Linked DNA regions of Mus musculus: region 2 is linked to region 1. Evidence: chromatin contacts called from public ChIA-PET data. All regions are on one chromosome and are shown on one strand. Each heading gives the region's core, a stretch centred on a gene start, on an enhancer-like site or on the middle of the called end of the contact. The rest is flanking DNA. Distances are from core to core; before and after follow the strand shown.

Region 1 (6,611 bases), core at 2,299-4,798:
AAATACCCACATCTAGCAGGTTTTATACGGACATAGTTTTTAACTCAATTAGCCAAATACCTAAGATCATGAATTCAGAATTACATAGTAAGAGTACACTTACTCTTGGAAGAAACTTAAATTTCTTCCACAGAACTTACCATTTTGCATTCGCAGCAACAGTGGGCATATTATTGCTCCATGTCTTTGCCAGCACTTAGTGTAGTCACTATTTTGGATTGTGGCCATCTAATAGATAGTAGTAGTTTTAATTTGCAATTACTTAATGGCATGTGATGTTGAACACTATATATACTTATTTGACATCTGTCTATCTTCTTTGATAAGGTTCTGTTCTGCAGGGTTTGGTCCGTTTTTAAATTGTTCTTTTATTAGATGTGGTTTTTACAAATATTTCTCCCAATTTGAAAAGTAGGTTACTTTTCATTCCTTTGACATTTTCTTTTGCAGAGTAAAAGTTAACCTGGAATTGATATTAGTTACTTCTACTTCCTTTTGTTAGTATGGTATCACTGTCTCTATCCCTTTCTATTGTATGCATCTTTATATTTAAAATGCTTTTCTTTATAGGTGATATATAGTTGAGGGTTTTTTTTTTCCTCTTTTATTATTATTTTGTAGGAGGGGTAAGGGGTGTGGGTGTGGGTATACATGTGTCACAGAACTCATGTAAAGGTAACCAGACAACTTTTGAAGTTTTCTCCTTCCATCTTGTGAGGCAGTCTCTGTTTCTGTCACCCTGCATGCTCCTGGCATGTGTACTCCAGAAAGCTTCCAGGGAGTTGTGCCTTGACCTCTGATCTTCCTGTAGGAGTGCTGGGCTCACAGCCTGCATCAGTGGATCTGGCCATCAGGCACACACAGCAGACACTTGCCCATGTTGCATGGCTGGCAAGTGGAGGTCGGAGAACAGCTCCCAAAGATTGGTCCTCTCTTTTACCATGGGTTCTAGGATTAAAGCCAAGTCCTCAGAGCTGTTGGCCAGTGCTAGTCCTTTCCCTGGTCCATGGAACAGTTTTTAAACATCACCCAATTTCCTTTTTTGTTGTCCTATGTCAACAGAAGCCACATTCCTCTTGCTATTATTTGTTGAATATGTGCATGTTTGCAGGTATGCGTAAGTGCACATGAGTATGCACAAATGTAGAAGCCTGCAGTTGACTTTAGGTGACTTGTTCTCCTTATTTTGTTTTGAGACAGTCTCTCAGTTGAACCCAAACCTTCCTGATTCAGCTTGTCTTAACCAGCTTGCCCCAGGAATTCCATCTCACCCTCCCAAGTGCTGGGATTACATTTGTCAGCTTTGTCCAGACACCCTCACTCTTGATAGGGAAAGTACCCACTGGGCCATCTCTCCAGATGCCCCAAAACCATGCTTCCATCATGACTTGGTATCCCAGCTTGTTACACGGAGAGAATGGTGAGTTAGTATGAGTCATATAATTTTTAATTATAACATATCAGTTATTAATATATCTTAATTTAGCTCTTGGCTAAGTGAATAGTTAGTGTTAGTACGGAATCTGAGGGCTTCCAAGCTAAGGTGCAGATTCAGTTCAAAGCATAAGCCTCAAAATAATAGGATTTTTTTAGGACTATAGCCAGAAGACTTGGGTAGGTCCCTCTGCCAGGAAATATCTTGCATGATATTTATGTAAACTGCAGCAGAGAAGCAAATTTGTGTATTTTGCTTTGCCTTTGTACACATTTCTTTCTCCTTCCAGAGTAGCATTCATGAAATGTCTTAAATGCCTTGCATGGGATTGCAGAGTTCACTGTGACCTCTGTACTGATCCATTGTCAGGCCCAGATGATGCACTTGAAGGACTCTTGGCCTTCTGTGGCTTAGTAGCCGTGATTCAGTTTGAATCACCCCATCATGGACCAGATGAAGGCTCCTTCCCATGGGATCCAAGCCATAGTCTTGAAAATCACTGTATTGCCCAAATTACTGAACTACTTTAGAGGCCTCTGGCGTTCACTGGCCTTTTCTTCATTTCCTTCTTTTGTTGATCTTGGCCCCTTTATCTTCCACCCACTTTATTACTCATTTCTTAGTGGCCTGCCACTGAGAAAATGAATCTGAAGCCATATGGGTTGAGTAACACAAACTTAAGAGAGTGCGGGGTGGGGGTAGGGGGAGGGGTGGAAAGTGTGTTCTCTGAACTTCCTTTGTTTATGTGGTCTGTTTATATGTTGTTAAGGTTGTGTTATCCAGCTGTCCCCCTACACTTCAAAAACTGACTTAAGATATCTGGAAAACACTCTTAAGAAGGCCATGTTGACACAGTGAGGAAAAAAAAAAAAACACTTAATTTGTTCTCTGCCAAATAATATATCCCTTTAGGAATGTGGAAATGGTGCCAAAAAGCTTCAGATGCCCAGTTCTGAGGCTCTTGGAAGGCCAGTGACTTCTAGGGACACTTTTAGAAATACATTGACCAAGTCCTTTTTAGGCTGGAGGCTGTGTGACTGTTAGACTATGGTATCTCTCTCTCTTTGTGGGGAAGGAACCAAGTTAAATGAACATTATTAACACTGGATTGGTAACCTCTCGTCTGGTCTTAAATAATATGAATTAAAACTTAGGTATATGTGAGTTGGGATCATTCTAGAAAACAAGTGGAATTCTCCAGTACTTGTTAGAGCCATTCCACTGTAAAAAAATACCTTGTCTTGAAGAAACTGAAGATGCTCTCAAGCTTCTGCACATGGCATGAAGGCCTGCCTCCTCTGCCTCCAGGCTTCCTGTGTGCCGGAGTTCCCAAGATAAATAGAGAAGCTTCTTTTGTCATGTTCAGCTATGGATGGATCTTGGTCTGCTAAATAATACGTTTAGACGTGAACTCAACTAAGACAAGAAATAAAGCGTCAGTATTAGTGTTTGGGAATTAAACCATCGAGCGGTGTGAATGTGGGGCGGCATCACCTGCAGCTGTTCCGATTCCCCCCCCCGCCCCCCCCCAGGATGAACACTGGCTGGCTCTGGCTGCTGTGCTGGCCTTAATCGCCCCTCCCCAGTAGCACGGAGGACTGCCCAGGGCCGCCTCAGTAAAATCCCTCCTTCACATCTCAATTCACCCACTGATTGCCGCCTTCTCTCTTGAGTGCTTTGCAGTTCCACTTAAGGGGCTGATGTTTGGGGTCACTATTGAGTGTTTTGTGTGAATATCACTTTCGTGATGAATTGGCGGCGGCTGCTGCTTTTAACTGTATGGGGTGAAGCCCTCGGTGGTAAACCTTGAAAGGGAAAAATCCTTCTCTGTAGAGATATGCTAAATGAAATTACTCTCTTTGTCTCTTTGTCCTTTTATCCTTGCAGTCCGATAACCTCAGGCTCCTGTGATTTATATGTTTTCTTCAATTAAGCCGAGCTGTTTGCTGGACGCAGGTGCATGCTATTCGTGCTGTGCGTTGTGGCAGTGAAGTGGTGCACGTTTCTGACCTGGAAGTGTGGTTTCTCTGACTCAGAACCACATCAGTGTGCCTTCCGCCCTCTGCTTCCTTTGCACTATTTCCTTTTTGAAGGGCTCGGTTTGTTGCCATGTAATCCGAGCATGATTCATGAGGGACTAAGAGCTGGTAGTGTTGTAATAATAATACTGCGTATAGTACTTCTCCAAACGCTTGCTGTCGTAGCCTGTTTATGAAGTACTTTCAGCTTAATCCCTCTCAGTAAGTTAAGTCAGTTAAGCTTTGTAAGTTAAGTCAGCAGTTTTGTCTCTGTCCACAATGGTGAAATCTTAGCTTGAAGTGATTGGCTAAATATCTTGCTCAAGGTTTCAGCCCCTCTAGGTCACTCCACCTAAAAATCTCTACAGGAAAGGAATGCTTTTGATGGCCTGGGGAGATGGGGCAGTGGGTAAAAACACTTGCTGCACAGACCTCACAGTGGAAAAACAACCTCTGACCTCCACACAAAAACCGTGGTACACACACACACATGCAATGCACACACAACAATAATAAGTTAAAGTTGTTTACTTTCTTAAAGAACACTTTAGAGACACAGACCATATGAAGCCCAAGAAGAAGGAAAGCCAAAATGTGGATGCTTCAGTGCCTCTTAGAAGGGTGAACAAAATACAGGAGGAAATATGGAGACAAAGTGTAGAGCAGAGACTGAAGAAAAGGCCATCCAGAGACTGCCCCATCTAGGGATCCACCCCATATGCAGCCACCAATCCTGGACACTATTGTGGATGCCGGGAAGTGCTTGCTGACAGAAGCCTGATATGGCTGTCTCCTGAGAAGCTCTGCCAGAGCCCGACAAATAGAGAGGCAGGTGCTCGCAGCCAACTATTGGACTGAGCGTGGGGTTCCCGATGGAGGACTGGAGAAGGAACTGAAGGAGCTGAGGGGGTTTGCAACCCCATGGAGGAAGCATCAGTGTCAACTGGCCAGACCCTCCCCCAACCCCCACTTAGCTCCCAGGGATGGCACTACCAACCAAAGAGTACACATGTAGAGACCCATGGCACTGGCCAAATATGTGGCAGAGGATGGCCTTGTTGGACATCAGTGGGAGGACTGGCCCTCAGGCCTGAAGGTGTTCGATGTCCCAATGTAGGAAAATGCCAGGGAAGATAGTGGGTGGGTGGGGGAGCACCCTTATAGAGCCAGGGAGAGGGGGCATGGGATAGGGGCTTCCGAAGGGGAGACCTGGAAAGGGGAAAACATTTGAAATATAAATAAAGAAAATATTCAATGAAAAAGGGGGAGGAGGAGGAGGAAGAAAGAGGGGGGAAGAATGGGAAAAAACAGTTTAGAGCATGAATAAAAGATTTTCCAAAGTATGCCATGCTTATTAAAACTGGGCTTGTTTACATTTATTTGTATGATGTGTAGTGTATGTATGTGTCGCGTATTCTCATGTGTGTACATGTGCACACATTTGTGCATATAGAGAAGACCATTGGGTGTCCTAGTCTGTCAACTTCTCATGAATTCCCTTAAGACAGGGCTTCTCACTGACTCTGGAGCTCACTGTGTCAGCTAGCATGGCTTCCAGTAATTCCCAGTGACTCTCCAGTCTGTCCCCTCTCCCCAGCACTGGGTTTCTAAGTGTGCTGCAGGGCCATACCTAGCTTCATACTGAGTGCTGAGGATTAAGATGGGCTCCTGGTGCTTGTACAGTGCCTGCCACTCTTACTTACCCTACGCCATTGTTGTAGCCCCCAATGTGTTTTTCATCTGGTTAGTTGATAAAGCCATAGTTAAAAGCCCCTTAACCACAGAATTTAAACTGATGTGTCCAAGTCAGGAAAACAGACATTTAGGTCAGTTTCTATTCTGTTGCTGATGTAATAAAGCTAAGAAAGGCAGGCCCTTAAATTAGTGGAGCTTGAACCAGAAGTAATTAAGCCATTAATTTTTTTTATGATGATCTCTTCCTTGCAGGGAGATGGAGAGCTTGATGGCCAGTTCTACCCTGCCGCCCCTGTTTGCAGATGAAGATGGCTCCAAGGAGAGCAATGATCTGGCTACATCTGGGTAAGCAGCTGCTCTGGGACACTGGACCTCTGCAGAGGCTTCAGAACGCAGCTTCTGACCAAGTCTGAGGTGCTAACGAGGCAGTTTTGTGCCTTAAGTGTAGAAGGTGCATTTGTTGGGCTTTTCAAAGTGTTGTAAACCACTTTATAATGTGCTTTTGGCTGCAGTCCGGTCCCTGTAAATTGATACAGCAGCACCGTGGGCCTGGCACAGGGAATACCTGTCACGTAGAACACACTAAAACTCAAACGCATTTGAACACGCTAAAACTCAAACGCATTTTCTTTGTAAGCTGCAATAGTTTTTTTTTTTCCTCAAAGATCAGACCTGTGTATGGTTTGTGCGTGCATGTGGGCAGGTGGAAGTGGGGTGTGCACTAGTTTTGTTGTTGTTGTTTTAGTTTTTTTGCTTAACGAGTTAGCCAGCAAGCCCCGTGATCTTCCTGGGTCCACTTCCTCCAGTGCTTCCTCCCTTACAGGTCTGCACAGGGCTATTCCCAGCATTTGCGTGAGTCCTGGGATCCGCACTCTGGTCCTCAAGCACTCTTAGCCACTAAGCCCAAGTTCTAGCTCTTTAACATGATTCTTTGTTCAAGATGTTTAGAAGCCGGGGCAGAAAAGATGGCTCAGTGGTTAAGAACACTGGCTGTTCTCCCAGAGAACCTTGGTTCAATTCTCAGCACCCACATGTTGCCCAGCTCAGCAACCTTCTACCACTCCAGTTCTGGGTGATCTGGTGCTGCCTTCTGGCCTCGAAGGGCACACAGACAGGTGCAACCACCATACACATAAAAATAAACAAGATTTCAGTAATAAAAAAAAGATGCCAACTTCTTGTTTCTCCCATCACTTTTCCATGGGATCATTAGACAGATTTGTAAAAGAATTCAGAGAAAGGTTAATAGCCGTGTCTACATCTTACCTTGAAAGTCTCTGTTCCACCTGAGAGGGGGTTTTTTTTTTTTTTTTTTTGGTTTTTTGTGGGGTTTTGGTTGGTTGGTTGGGTTTTGTTTGTTGTTTGTTTGTTTGTTTGTTTGTTTTTCAAGACAAGGTTTCTCTGTATATTCCTGGCAGTCCTGGAACTCACTCTTTAGATCAGTCTTGTCTCAAACTCAGATC
Region 2 (6,611 bases), core at 1,455-3,954, 140 kb before region 1:
TATACACACACATACATTCTAAAATGATTAAAGAGTAAGTATTTCTGTGTACAGCTATTTACATTGTACTGTTGATGATTTTTATGTTAGCATATTAGATATCAGCACAAATTATGCAACAGGTTCTTTTTACTTACTCATCTTTCAGCCAACCACATATAAATAAATTATATATTTAGAACTTGCTGTGGTTAAAGTTGGTGTTAAAGACAAGAACTAACTCTGTTTGAAACATGTTTAAAACCAGGTGGTGGTTGGCACATGCTTTTAATCCCAGCATTCAAGAGGCAAAGGCAGAAGCAAGCAGATCTCTCAAGGCTAGCCTGGTCTACAAAGCTAGTGAGTTCAGGACAATCAAGGCTTTCAAATATATTTTCTATTCTATGGGCCAACCAAGATATGCAGAAGGCATTCCAGAAGAGCAGGCAATAATCAAAGAAGCTTTGGTCCAGGATTGAAAACTAGGGATTAGAAAATCCAGAATCTTGTAAGTGGAATTGATATGAAGTTTAAAATCTTTTCTTTTCCATTTTTTTTTTTTTTTTTTTTTTTTTTTTGGTGTTTTCGAGACAGGGTTTCTCTGTATAGCCCAGGCTGTCCTGGAACTCACTTTGTAGACCAGGCTGGCCTCGAACTCAGAACCTTTTGTTTATTAAAACAAAGTCAACTTCATCACAAAATAACTGTGATGGATAACAGTGACTGTCATGTCAACCTGACAGATCTAGATTCACCTAGGAGACAAGCCTATAAGGAAATTTCTAGACTGGGTTAACTGTGCTGGGAAGACCTACTCTAAATAACTGTGCCATCAATTTAAGGACTGGGACCAAAAGTGAATTGAACAACAGAATTTGCCTCTCTTTTCTTCCTAACAGAGGATGCCAGATGCCTCTGCCACCATGCGTGCATACATGCGTGTATATGAAAGAGGGAGTATGTGTCAGGGAGATAGAGACAGACAGAGAGACAAAGACAGAATTTTGGTTTCTTTAAAAAAAGACAGAACTATTATAATAGGTTTACACTGTAATCCCAGGTGTGGGATGTGCTGCTTCAGTGTCCCTAGCAGCTGACTATGAACTGTCTTGTGCTCTAACAGAGGCATGGTTTTGCAACATTAATATTGCAAATAATTGCAGATAGCTTCTGCAATATGTGGCATTTGGAATTCTGGGGATTTTTCATAAGGTATATAAAGGCCAGGGCCCCAGAGAAGCAGGGCTGGTCAAAGTTGGTCATTTGGGAGGGTTGGTTGCTGTTTGGTAGTAGTCATGGTCGAAGAAGAAACAAAAAGAAAGAAATTAGATTTAAGAATCTCTTTCTCTCCAACCTAGTGTTAGGAATTGAAAGGGTGGAGAATAGTGGAAGAAAGAAGACCCCACAAAGTGGCAAAAGACAGCTATTGAGAGGGACAAGAGACAGGGAGAAAGAGGGACAGACAGACACTGAGTGACTCACTATGCTGCTCAGGTTGATATCAAACTCCACAGCTCAGCCTGAGTAACTGAGAATACAGACACATGCCATCGTGTCCAGCTCCTAACATAACCTCTGTACTACAGTCTCTCTCAAAAGTCCTATAGGCCCAAACATGTTTGCTTTATTATTAAACTTAATAATAGGGGATAGTTTTAAGTAAAAATATCACAACTGAAGTACAACGCATCAATCTCCTGGGAATCCAACATCTCACTGGAAAATATAGTTAGACAGAGCAGGCATAGTCAAAGCCATGAGCTAGGAGCCAAGCCAAACTTGTCACCTGCTTATTTATAGTCTACAAGCTAAAAATAGTTTTTATATTTTAAAACAATTGAAAAAATCAAAAGGAGAGTATTTTGAGCATAAAAATTATATGAGATTTAAAGTTCATTATCTAAAAATAAGGTTTCCAGTTCTTTTGTTTATGTATCATCTCCGGTTGCTTTTGAACTATATAAGGGCATGGGTAAGTAGCGACCAGAGCATAGTAAGCTGACTGCCTGCAAAGTCTCCCTTTATAATTAATGTTTTCCAACTCCTGACACAATCTAAGTTCAGTTCAGTATCACTATCCTCCAATGTAAGAGGAAATACGGTTTAAAATGCTAACGGCCTTAATGGGCGTTTCTCGGTAGGCTTTTTTTGTTTGTTTTATTTCTTTTTGTTCTTTGGATAGAGTGAGAGTAAGAGACAGAGATGACGAGAAGATAGGTTTGGGTGGGTAGGGAGCTGGGCAGAGTATGGGAGGAGGGAGAAACATGATCAAAATATATTATGTGAAAAAAAATTAAATAAACTCTAGGTCAAATAGTTTATTTTAGGTCATTACCCACTGCTACTTTATTCCTTTATACTTGTAAGGAAACGTTAAATAGTATTTTTATATTTACAGTTATTATCCAATAATATGAAGTCAGTTTTATACTAAAAAAAAAAAAAAACCCTTTTTTGTTGAGTTATAAAATTTGTTAGGTATGACACATCATTGTCTTCTGACCAGTTCTGATTTAAAGTTGTAATGGGCTTTTTGAGTTGAAATGTAAATAACATTTCCACAGTAGAAACAAGATTATTCATAACAATAGTGATTAAAAATAGCTTTGGAATCTGAGAGTTTTGGAATTTTGCAAAGGTGTTATAACTCGTTCTAGAATGATTCCACATCTGCTTTTGACCACGAGGGAGTAAACACGTCTGGAATGATCCTCCCACTGCAAACAAGAACCACATGGTAAAGAAAACAGGAAAAGACCATTTCAGACTCAGGCGTGGGGACCAGGACTACAGAGAAGGAAGAAAGAGCTTCCCTCTCCGGCAAAAAGCGGTTTCCACTGCAACGCAGTAAGAACCAAACAGAGCCTTGCAATCCTGTCAACTTGAGCAGAACACTGGAGGAGACCGGTGTGGCTGAAGATCACACAGCAGAGCTGCTGAGAGGGCGAACGGGTTTCCTAGAATCGGGACCGGGTTCCTGAGTGTCAGCTATACGAACACTTGTATGCAACGGTAGCATTTCCCGAAAGGATGAAAGTCCGAGGAAATAAAGTTAACAAGGAATAAAAACATAAATGATTCTCAAAGCTGACACTGAGCAGAAAATTAACAAATTCTCTCTAGCATGAAGGGAAAAACCTTACTGAATATACAAACCAACCAGGAGGACCACAGATGGGCCACATCACAGACACATCACAGCCTTGGGGGAGGGGGGGGGGGACTACTCTGAACTTGTATGGAAGTCATCTGAGCTTAGGCTAGAAGGCAACAAATTAGTATGCAATTAGCAAGTTGTCTTTTAGGGAAAGTCCAATGTTCTTTAAAGAAACAAAATTTAATAGGAATAGAAAATTCACAGCTATCTGTCATTTAATGAAACTACTGGATATTTTAAGAGGCAGTAAAACTGTAATTCATAACCAGGAAAATATCCATCTAGAGACACTAAGAAATGAGACAATTAGCAGGCAACAAACATATAAAGTGATTCTTTAATTCTATTCTTCGAATGGTCCAGGATATGAATGAAAACAGGAACACGGTGAGTGTAAGTGAATTTGAGGATTTTCAAAACAAAATGGACAAATAAAAATTTAAGATTTAAGAGGAAATTGCGTGGAATAGACAAAGAATAGTTTATATTCTGAAGAAAAGAGGCATTGGTGAACTTACAGACAGAGCAACAAAATTTACCTAAAGGGAAGTGCAGAGAGCAAGAGGGGAGGAAAAAAAATTTAAGGGTAGGCTAGAGAGATGGCTTAGGGAGTGAAGGCACTTGCCACCAAGCTTGAAGATTTGATGGCCAGGACTCACATGATAGAGGACTCCACAAAGTTACTTCACAAACTTGCTTTTCGATCTTAACAAGTGTATCATACTTGTTACGTGTACACACACACACCAAAAATCAAAAGAAAAACCAAAAACTGACATAGTGGAAAAAAACCACTCTTGTAAAAACCACATCTTATGAGGCACGATGTGATGCCGTTCTAAGAAAAGAGATGTATTACATTCATAGAGCAAGAACTAAAACAACAAAAGCCAAGGACATAGACTCGAAAATAAACTGATGGTGGCCCAAATGAACCAAGAAAAGAAACTAAACAGAATCTAACAGCATGATTACTTTGAAGGGATGAGTAACAGAGAACAAACTAGTGAGGGGACAGATTCAATACAAAACCTATTAATATATTAAACATAAATTATCTTCCATATCGAGCTAGGACTAAATCCACAGCCTTGTACATGCTAAGCAAGTGCTCTACTACCACAGCTGTACATGTCTTGCTCTAAATCTTCAATGTATAGGGCCCACTTTATAACTGGGTCATGGTGACCCATGTAAGAGGAATGGGACATAGAATTTTGAGTTTGGGCTTGCCTGGGCTACATAGCAAGATCATGTCTCAAAACAAAACAACAACAAAATCTCCAAGTAAATAATTAAGACATAAAATGTTTAAGATCCAAACATATATTATTCCCCTTGACCCCCCTCAACACACACACAAAAATAAGGCAACAGGTTTAAATTAGAAAGACAAAAACCCTTTAATGTTAATATGGAACAGCCCCATTTATATAAAGTACAGTAGAAGACTTATTGTCAGAGATTGAAGGGCATTTTAGAGTCTACAAGAGAATTTATTCAAAAAGTGGGGAAATCCTAAGTGTGCACGCCAGAGGTACAAAATGAGTGAAGCAAAAGCTGTCAGAAACCATGGGCAGATGCCAGCACTGCAGAAGACACCAGATTCCCATGAACTAAAAGAACAAGTGTTCCAAACACACAGGAGGGAGATCTGAGAAAGCTGAGCATCACTGAACACTGAGCATCGCTCAACACAGAGCATCACTCAACACTGGTCCACAGCAGCGCAGCGCCTTTAGGATGACCAAGGCGTTTCTCAGAACACACCGCTGCCTCAACAAGAATAAGGCTGTATAAACCGAAGGAACGGAAACCACATGAAATCAAGTCAGAAAACAGCAAGAGAGAGATTCTACAAAGCCCCAAACATTCAGAAATCAAACAATATACTTCTAAAATAATCTATACAGTAAATGAGAAAATCATAGGAAAATATAAAATAATTTGAGTCAAATAAAAGTGGAAATCTAAATACAAAATCTGCGAGATACTTCTCCTAAGATGTTCTGAGCACATTTATAGTTTCTTCTACTTTTATTAAGGAGGTAAAAGACTAAAAGCAATTGCCTAAGATTCTATGGGGTGGGGGAAAGCAAATTAAATCAAAATAAGTGGATAATAACAAAAACTAAACAAATAAATAAAATAGCCAGCCGAAAACCAGAGAAAAATCCATGAAACTGAAGACTGTTTTGTTTTGTTTTGGTTTTTTTTGAGCAAGTATTAATAACACTAAGAAATCTGTGGCTAGACTGAACAAAAGAAATCAGTACTGAAGCAAAGGATGAAAGAGAATTCATTAACAATAATGAGGCTAACACTTCAGAAACACCAAAGAGAAGCCATAAGGGAACTTCAAGTGAAATGGTGAAAGTCTTCAATTTAACAAAGAAAAGTGTTCCATGCTGAGTTACTAAGATCTGCAATAGGGACAGAAGATGGTTTATTTACAGTATGACAAGTGCCTTTGCTTTCAGCTTCGCACTGGAGGTCCCGCCCAGTGTCCCCTACAGACAAGGGCAAGGGGCACTGCTACATAAAAAGATAATATGATAGCAAAGGAATGCAATGTTGGCTACAGGAATCTAGGTGTGATGCAATGCCACAGAACTATATACTCATTTGCACCAATATTGGTTTCTTGCCTTTAATACTGTATTAGTCAAATAAGGTGTAACTAATAAAGGGAATAGTGCTAACAGGCCTCTGTGCATTATGTCTGTAACTTCCTAATTTGTGAATTCTTTTATAAGGCTTACTTACATTATCTAAAAGTAAAAATCATTTTATACCCCCACCCCTACCCCAACACTTTGGTTTTTCAAGACAGGGTGTCTCTGAGTAGCCCTGGCTGGCCTTGAACTCGGAGACCCACTGGCCTCTGCCTCCTCAGTGCTGGGACTAAGGGTGTGACCTCCACAGCCCAGCAAGAATCTTTTGCTAAAAAAGAAAGTCAAAGTATCTTTACCTATAATAGGTTAAAAACAAGTCAAACTGAACTGACCACATTGCTTGCATCTAACTATGGAACTATGGAAACAGAAAAAACAAAAACAAAATAATGGGAGAGAACAGAGGGATGACTAAACAGGACACTGAAGATCTCAGGTCATGAAAGTCCTCTATATGACATTATGATAAAGTACACATTATAATGTGTCATTATATATTTGTCCAAGCTAATGGAATCTATGACAAGAATGAATCCTAATAAAACAAGGGATGTGGACTCCCTGATCTTTTTAATAGTCTTTCATTGTTCTTGTAAATCTGCAGAACAGCCACATTTCAGAATATCAAATCTTGAATCAAAATGTTCTGGCAATATATAAAAAACAAGCAAAGCTGGAAAGATAATTTATATAATTCTGATGCAAATTTATTCATATGCAAGAAAAAAACTGCAGCTAATGGCCTTTGGGGTTTTTGTTTGTTTGTTTATATTTGGAGTTGGAGCTACATTTTTCATTTT

The links. ChIA-PET counts read pairs in DNA pulled down with a chosen protein or histone mark.
Region 2: an RNA polymerase II ChIA-PET map of memory CD8 T cells shows a contact between it and region 1, with 793 read pairs. The contact joins two enhancer-like sites. A contact is called at or near these places in 2 of 484 Hi-C or Micro-C datasets (CD4 T cells and uterus) and 6 of 115 datasets of contacts at active chromatin or transcription factors (CD8 T cells, bone marrow-derived macrophages, effector CD8 T cells and 3 more).

Annotation. Positions count from the first base shown.
Region 1 is chr9:56,461,958-56,468,568 of GRCm38.p6, forward strand. It overlaps Hmg20a (high mobility group 20A), which reads left to right. Exons shown (of 10, transcript NM_025812.3): 2 at 5,401-5,493. The coding sequence starts at 5,405. Among named protein-coding and RNA genes, the nearest start is that of Hmg20a, 47 kb to the left of the region's middle. Within about 2 kb of position 3,549, at least 178 of the 459 cell types and tissues checked have an H3K27ac peak or open chromatin away from gene starts, as enhancers often do. A contact at or near this core is called in CD8 T cells, bone marrow-derived macrophages, effector CD8 T cells and 3 more, where this site is marked.
Region 2 is chr9:56,321,992-56,328,602 of GRCm38.p6, forward strand. The region is part of intron 2 of Peak1 (pseudopodium-enriched atypical kinase 1); the gene reads right to left. Peak1os (a long non-coding RNA gene) reads left to right here. Exons shown (of 6, transcript XR_003948326.1): 6 at 2,637-3,151. Among named protein-coding and RNA genes, the nearest start is that of Peak1os, 84 kb to the left of the region's middle. Within about 2 kb of position 2,705, at least 60 of the 459 cell types and tissues checked have an H3K27ac peak or open chromatin away from gene starts, as enhancers often do. A contact at or near this core is called in CD8 T cells, bone marrow-derived macrophages, effector CD8 T cells and 3 more, where this site is marked.